Linked DNA regions of Mus musculus: region 1 is linked to region 2. Evidence: chromatin contacts called from public HiChIP or PLAC-seq data. All regions are on one chromosome and are shown on one strand. The core of a region is the stretch at or near the end of the contact, and the rest is flanking DNA. Distances in the headings are between cores, read along the strand shown. Region 1 overlaps Gm30605 (predicted gene, 30605). Region 2 has its middle 81 kb from the start of Gm30494.

Region 1 (3,973 bases), core at 144-2,643, 400 kb after region 2:
GAGAATTACAGCAGACAATGCTGGTCAGAATTCTGAGTCAGTGCACTTTTTTAAATGCTCATGCGCTCGATAAAAGCATCGATGTCTTCCTCTGGCCCCCCTCTTGTCCCCTTGAAGAAACTGCTCAGCCTAAGGAGCTGTGGTTTGTTGAAGTGATAGCAGTTGCCTGCTAATAGTTGTGTTTAAAATTCCTGTTTCTTATCTTATTTACTGACGGATGGGAATGGGGCCTGCAAGACCTTCCTCCCAGTCCACCGCCCCCACCCCTGAAGGAGTGAATCACTTGACACAGGGGACATTAGACAACACGGTGGCTTCCTTGTTAAATCCCTTTGGCCTTGTCAGTTTGCCGGATGCACAGCTCCCCCGTTGCATCTGCTATGTGTCTTATCAGAGGCCGGCCACACAGGGTGGGCTCCCTTAATTTAAAATCAACAGAAAACAACAACAATAAAATCCGTCCAACTGTAGTTTATGACAGGAGGCATGCGTGTGGCTTTAGTTTTTCAACTAACTTTCTTCTTAAGCTTCTTTTGTTTTTAACAACATAGATTTAAAAAAAACTATACAAGAAAAAAAATTATTTGCAAAGATATTGCAATTTAAAAGAAAATGTTTTCCTATGGCCAGTCTGTGTGTGTGTGTGTGTGTGTGTGTGTGTGTGTGTGTGTGTGTGTGTTTTCCACCTTGTTTTTCTTTTTCTGCTTCTTTTTTTTCCCCCTGTAGATTCTGAAAAGAAATAGCAAGCTGTAGGCACTGCCTGCGGCATGCTGGCCGTGCTCCTTGGGTGGTCCAAGCCGACTTTATGATTTATTCAGCTAATGGGGAAGGAGCATGACCCCCAGTGACCACAGAAAAAGAGCTGCATGTGGGTTTAATGCTTTCACCACAAAAATGTCTGCTATGACTAAGCTGTGCAGCTGAAGTCACTGTCTGAATGGTGCTAAAAGGAACCTCGGCATTAAATGTGCACTATTTACTATAGCGCGGCTCTTGGGATTAGGCCAAGGGCTTCGTACTCAGTTTCAAAGAATTAGCATGGAAGCTGCTAGAAAAATTAAGGCTGTGCAATTTATTTTTACCAGGCTCCCTGGTGAGTTGCTTGGTGAAGGATTTACCTCATATGATTTTTTTTTCTTTTCCTCTGTTAATAAAGAGTCATTTTAAAATGTGCCAGTTTCTTGCATTCTATGGAGTTTTATTGTGGAAGGATCCCAGGTTTTGGTTTGTTTGTTTGTCGGGTTGCAGTCCTGAATCACTTGGTTATTGTTCTTTAATGTTAATTTGAACCGATAAAAGAATGCCTGGTGTGGAGAGAGAAAGTAAGAGAGGCAGGCTGGGGAGTGAGGCTCCTTTCCCACACAGGGCACTGCTCGAGAGGCTTCTTTGATCCGAGAACCCTGCCCCGCCCCCAACAGCATCATTGCTGGCATTACTGGGGCAAAGGAATGAGCACATTTTGCTTCGTGTGGATTGTGAGGGAAGGGGTTGAACGGAGGAGGCAAGGGAGGCACGAGGAGGGAGGGAGGCATGGAAAGCTCTTTGCGATTGTGACTAAGATGAATGATCATTACCGGGCTGTAATACCTGCCGTTCAACCTCCAGCACGTCTGCTGGTGCAGAACGGAGAAGCCGCTCACTTTGATGTCTGTAGCTCAGGATCCTGGGTCCAAAATGCAGCTAACTCTCTCTGAATGTTCCTCCATCCAAGACAGTTTAGACCTCAAGATCCAGAGAGAGCACCCAGCAAGGCACTGGCTTGCAGATCTCATATGCATTAAAACAAACAAACAAATAAGCTACATTACTCGGTTGTCCGAGTAATGCAGCTTAAATCAAATGAAAATCACCAGAAATGATCCTTGTGCCAGCCGGGATTTGTCAATTGTGGGGGTTGGGACACCTTCTCACCTTCCCAAACACACCGAGAGCCTTCATGTTCAGTTTCTGTTCTAAATATTTCTTTGCAGAAACATTTTCTTGGGGTAGAGGGGAATAGGGAGATGGTTCAGTCAGTAAAGTACTTGTCATGCACGGACTGAGACCTGAGTTCTAAACCCCAACATCCATGTTAAAAGGGCTGATGTGGAGGCGTGCATCTGTGAGAGCAGCACATAGAAGAGAGAAACAGAGAATCCCTGGGGTTTCCTGGCCAGCCAATCTAGACAATGCTCAAGTTCTGGGTGCAGTGAGAGACCTTGTGAGACCTGTCTCATGAAAGAAGGAGACAGGCTGAGGAAGGCATTTCATAAAGTCCTGTGCCTTCTGTAAACACATATATACATATACCTACACACACATGTAGACACACACGAACTTGTGCGTGGGCATATACATACACACAATATTTTCTTGCCATCTTGGCAAACCACCCTTTCTTCTAACAAGTCTCATCACTGTGCTGGGCTTCAAGTCTGAGTTGTATCTGTCTCCTTTAAAGCCTTCAGCTTGGTCCTATGTGTGAGATTTGCTTCTGTGCTCCTAAGCAGTTATTCTGCAAGGCAGGCCTTCATTTTTCCCAACTGAGACATGTAAATAGTAACCCAGGGCTGATCCGGGTGAATAGCCATTGAGTCTCTAGAGATTAACAAAGTCATCAAGAGAGAGTACTTGACCTTTCCCCCCCTCAGGCCTGAGAAGATAGGCAGGTCAGGAAAACCACTTTTCTGACTCATTCTGCAGGTAGATTCAAAAATAAAACCATCAGGGGTACTCCCTTCTTCCCTCTCCACCCGCTGTCTACCCTCTTCTCTGCATATTACAGAACCCAAAGAGGAGGTCTTCTTTACAAAAGTGGTGATGTATCAGTAGGGCATCAACTGAGTCCTGAGAAAGACTTCACTTAAAACCAAGACGAACCTCAATACAGTTTATTATAATATCCTGGATCAATTCTTTGAACCAGAGAAGAACCTTAGGACAGACCCTGGAGAATCTGAGTATGGCTTGCCATTTAGCATTTAGTTTCCAGAAGTGTCCTAGTGTTGTTCTCTTAGTTTGGATCAATATAGCATAACTGGTTACAAGAGCTATGACTTTTAGAACTCTCCATACAGAAGGAGTACATAGAAAATGTGCACTATTCAGTAACTTTTCAGTAATCATATGCTTAACTCCATGGAAAATTATGTGTTTGTATGCATATGTTTGTGTGTGTGTATACATACATATATGTGTATGTATTAAAACAAACAAACAAATAAAAAGCTACATTACTCGGTTGTCCAGCATTTGCAGCTTAAATCAACTGAAAACCACCAGAAATGATCCTTGTGCCAGACAGAATTTGTCTCATATATATATATATATATATATATATATATATATATATATGTGTGTGTGTGTGTGTGTGTGTGTGTGTGTGTGTGTGTGTATGTGTGTGTGTATGAATGACAGACTCTGGGGAATCTGAGAGTTTGGTTTGCCATTTAGTGTTCAGTTTCCAGAATATATATATATATATATATATATATATATATATATAGCATTTTTTGAGGTTCTGATTGATAATTTTCATCTCCTCCTAACATTCATCAGCTCCTATACTCCAGATCATGTCCCAAAGCACTCTGAAAAGTACATCTGTGTAATACCCAGAACTTAATGGCTTACTAAAGCCTGATTCACCTTTGAGCATCTTGTTATCCTCTAAAACGATCACGAGTCAGAGCTGTGCTGATCCATTTAGAGCCATTCTATGTTCTTTGTGGACATTGCTCCGTACAAAAGGAGAACAAAAACGTACAGGTTACAGATAAAAGCAACAGAATACAAAGGCCAGTTGTAAGAACATCATGTAGTGTTCAAAACACAGAAATGGGCACTGTCATTTCATTGGTTGCTGAGTATTTTTTATTCACCTGACTCTGTCAGCCAATGCTGTAGTGCTTAGCACAAAGCCAGGTGCATTAGTGCTCAGTAAACACGTTAGGAAAGATGAAAGCCGGGCATACCTTTCCCCCAGCAGTAGTTC
Region 2 (4,339 bases), core at 362-2,861:
ACAACCCATCAGTAGTCTTTCCTTACATAAATAAGAGTAAGTCCAACTTGCTGTGTGATATTGTTTGTTTAGTCCAAGTTGCTGTCTGATGTTGCTTCCAGCGTTTCAAGCCAACGTCAAGCAGACAGATAGTTGGTGTACCTGGTAATGCACAGTCCACTGATGAGTGACATCAGACACACAGTCTTTTCACTGCTGTAGGATTCAAGGAAGGGTTACTTATCACCACTTTGGTGGAGGTATCCTACGTGACCATGGAAACTGGGTTCTGAAGGTTTTCCTGAACTGTTCTCTGGATTTTTAGTTTCATTAGCCATCATAGCCGTGAAAAGCTGGCTTCTACCCCTCTCTGCCTCCTGAATGCCATGAGATGGCACACAGTCAGAATCTAGATCATACATAGACCTTTAACCTCAAAAGAATCCTGAAAATGTGATACTTATGTTTTCAGATGTTGACAAATGGGACAAGACATGGGCTGGTACTGTGAGAAGACACGGAGTACTAACAGATGATGTTTTTGCCTTCATGGCATACAGCTTGGGAAAGTGTTGTTGGGCTAACCTGTCTTTCTATTTGCTTGTACACAGGGATAATTTACTTAGTCACCTTATGTCCCATTTCAAGCTAAGAAAGCATTTTGGATAATGTAAATTCTGTCTCTGTCTCTGTCTCTGTCTCTACCTCTATCTCTACCTCTACCTCTATCTATATCTCTATCTATCTATAGCTATATCTATCTAAATCTCTTTCTCTATATATGTGAAATATATATATATATATGTATATGTGATACACACATACATATATAATTTGAAATACATTTTTAAACATTGGAAGGTATTATGGTAAATACTTATATGGATGTGCATTATACCCACCTCCAATTGGAGAAGACAAATTATTATTATTATTATTATTATTATTATTATTATTGTTAATTATGTAGTTGGCAACATTCTTTCCCAGTTCCCCTTATCCCTTTGATGGAGAGACTCTTGATCGACTTTGACTCCGGATGGGCCATCTTGAACCAAGTTAGCTGTTGACTTGACATTCATGGGTTTTCCTCTGCCATGCCATATTCTATTAATAGGAGAAAATGGGTGGAGTGGAGCCACTGGTGCCACATTCTATTCTGATGCTGCTTGTGCTTGGGAAGGGGAGGGAGCCAAGAAGGAAAGGAAGAGGTGCAGCCTGTGGTCTTTGACTCCACCAGACTGTGGATCTATAAATTTCTCCAGGCTGTGGGCCCGAGTGAGACTGATGGTTTGCAGGCCCAGAGAGGATGAGCGTCTCTCAATGAAAACACGGATGTCAAGTGTATTCAGACACGAGAGATGACTACCCTCTCTGTTGTTTCGGAATTAGGAAATGGAGACTCCAAAGTGGGGGCCAGTGGAAAAGTCAATATAGCTGTCACCGAGGTTGTGTTTTACCCTCTGCCAACCTCAACTCACCGATGCACAGGCTACACATGTTTAGAATTAGCAAGTAATGTTTTAGCTTCCATTTCCCAGTCTCCCATCCCCCACTTGTATGGTGTTGCTTATTCAGAGCGGAGTCTCTCAGCCCTCCATCCAGGTGGGACCAGCTCCCTCCTCACCTAGCTCCTGCAGCTGTGGGGGCTCACCCACGGAGCTCTCAATAGGTTCTGCGCTTTATTTTCACACCTGCAACCCTTCCAGACCCTGCAACCTAAATCTGCAGCAAGGTTTAAAGCGAGCCCTGCTGGGGAGGGGAGAGGGGGCAGTTTCTTGCCTACAAAAATGAAACTGTGGCCGTGAGACTAACTTAATCCAATATCCACATTCACTCCTTTCTTTTTTTAACTGATATGCCCAAGTTCTAATGCCTTCATTTCCCCCTCTGTTTGCAATAGCAAAGCCTCCTTGACCAGAAAAATAAATGTGCAGTTGGCAGGAGCTGAATAGAGGTCTGCTTAAATGATTTTTAATTTATGTTAAAATGCTAAGAGCAGTTTTCCAGGTCCCCATTGAATACCTCACAAAATGAAGTTTTTCAAAGTCTACCTTTATAAAAGGAGCTAAAAGATTTAAAAAGCATTCACTTTAATTTTAGCTACTCCAATGGTATCTTTCATTCCTGTCTGAGCTCAAGCAGTTGATTAGGTGTGTCAGAACTCGTGTCTACAAGACAGATATACCTGTCGCCTAATCATAAACCTGAGCCTTCCATTTCCTTTTAACATCTCCTTTTTTCTTGTTATAGGATGCCCAGTGACCCAGATATGAAGAATGTCTATGGCTGTGCTTGTATGTGTGTATGTGTGCATGTGTTAGTGGGTTTATGTGTATCTCTGTGCTTTTCTTGGTGTGTGTACATGTGTGTATGCATTACGGTCAGTGTGTGGATACACGTGTGTACGTGTGTCTAGGCCAGTGGTCAGAATCAGAAGTGTTCCTTGACTAGTCTCCCCCTTACTTTTGAGGCGCAGTCTCTCAGTCTGTAGACTACTGGTTTCCTACACTGGCTGGCTAATGAGACCCAGGGAGTTGTCTGTCTTCATGGCCTCAGCCTTGAGGGAACATTTTTTTTTTAAAACCTTGGTGTTAAGGATCAGAACCCAGGAACCCACGCCTGCAGGCACTTTTCTGTTTTAGCGGTCTCCCTGGACCTTTCTTCATTACTCTTTAAAGAAAATACTAAGTTTTTCTTGGTGTTTTCACATTTGTAACATATAATTTCTTTTGATTACTTGGGAAAGAGTAAAGAAAGGGAACAGAACTATTCTGGCACACACTTTCAGACACTGCAGAGAGGTGGGCCCTGGTGTCTTTGGGGGCTGCTGCAAGGTACCACATTACAGCAGGGAGTGTCTCCTGGAGACTCACTACTCATCCTGAACTTGCATCTGTTTAATGGTAATAGGTTGAACCATCTGCTCTTAAGGTCATCTGTTTTATTTCCTGTATTATCAATATTTCTGAAAGTATTCTTGCAATATTGGGTGAGCACACCTGTGTAACCAAAGTACAGATACAAAGAAAGCCCCATCAGCTTGTTTGACCCCTCCCTTCCCACTACAACCCCTTCCTAGATGTAAGCATAGTTCTAGCCATCACCACCAGGGAGTTCTTCTAAATATAGTCATAAATACATTCACTTTCCTGCCTTATTTCTTTTTCTTTATTGTTAGTTCTGTGGGGACTCTTCCAATTATGGCTCATTTAACAGCTGTGTGGCACGCCATGATACACATAGAACTCAGTTTATCCATTCTGATTTTATTTAGGTTGTTTCTAATTTTAAGATCTTACAAAAATGTAATAATTTAAAAAATATTTTTTGGGGTATGCATATGTGAATCTCCTTGGAGCATCCTCCTAGAGCTGGAATTTGGGGGAAAATAGGATGTCTTTGTGTTCACTTTTGGTTGGCATGTGAAGAACCATCTTCGTGGTGAGTGAAGCAACACTTCCTCTTGATGACCTCAATAGTTCCTGAAAGAAAAAAGCCTTTTTACTGTGTGCACTCTGATGCACATGTCCTGACTTGTGTGCACTCTGATGCACATGTTGTGACTTGGGTATACTCTGATGCACATATCCTGACTTGTGTGCACTCTGATGCACATGTTGTGACTTGTGTGCACTCTGATGCACATGTCCTGACTTGTGTGCACTCTGATGCACATGTCCTGACTTGTGTACACTCTGATGCACATGTCCTGACTTGTGTGCACTCTGATGCTCATGTCCTGACTTGTGTGCACTCTGATGCTCATGTCCTGACTTGTGTGCACTCTGATGCACATGTCCTGACTTGTGTGCACTCTGGTGCACATGTCCTGACTTGTGTGCACTCTGATGCTCATGTCCTGACTTGTGTGCACTCTGATGCTCATGTCCTGACTTGTGTGCACTCTGATGCTCATGTCCTGACTTGTGTGCACTCTGGTGCACATGTCCTGACTTGTGTGCACTCTGGTGCACATGTCCTGACTTGTGTGCACTCTGATGCTCATGTCCTGACTTGTGTGCACTCTGATGCTCATGTCCTGACTTGTGTGCACTCTGGTGCACATGTCCTGACTTGTGTGCACTCTGATGCACATGTCCTGACTTGTGTGCACTCTGATGCTCATGTCCTGACTTGTGTGCACTCTGATGGGCATGTCCTGACTTGTGTGCACTCTGATGCTCATGTCCTGACTTGTGTGCACTCTGATGCTCATGTCCTGACTTGTGTGCACTCTGATGGGCATGTCCTGACTTGTGTGCACTCTGATGCACATGTCCTGACTTGTGTGCACTATGATGCTCATGTCCTGACTTGTGTGCACTCTGATGCTCATGTCCTGACTTGTGTGCACTCT

What was found. HiChIP or PLAC-seq counts read pairs in DNA pulled down with a chosen protein or histone mark.
Region 1: a contact with region 2 is called in an H3K4me3 HiChIP or PLAC-seq map of embryonic limb bud, with 4 times the contacts expected there. The contact joins two enhancer-like sites. A contact is called at or near these places in 1 of 484 Hi-C or Micro-C datasets (uterus) and 2 of 115 datasets of contacts at active chromatin or transcription factors (embryonic limb bud and oligodendrocyte precursor cells).

Annotation. Positions count from the first base shown.
Region 1 is chr8:80,314,113-80,318,085 of GRCm38.p6, forward strand. The region is part of intron 3 of Gm30605 (predicted gene, 30605); the gene reads right to left. Among named protein-coding and RNA genes, the nearest start is that of Gm39208, 31 kb to the left of the region's middle. RefSeq lists an enhancer at 233-1,339. Within about 2 kb of position 1,394, at least 145 of the 459 cell types and tissues checked have an H3K27ac peak or open chromatin away from gene starts, as enhancers often do. A contact at or near this core is called in embryonic limb bud, where this site is marked.
Region 2 is chr8:79,915,855-79,920,193 of GRCm38.p6, forward strand. No RefSeq gene overlaps it. Among named protein-coding and RNA genes, the nearest start is that of Gm30494, 81 kb to the left of the region's middle. Within about 2 kb of position 1,612, at least 6 of the 459 cell types and tissues checked have an H3K27ac peak or open chromatin away from gene starts, as enhancers often do. A contact at or near this core is called in embryonic limb bud, where this site is marked.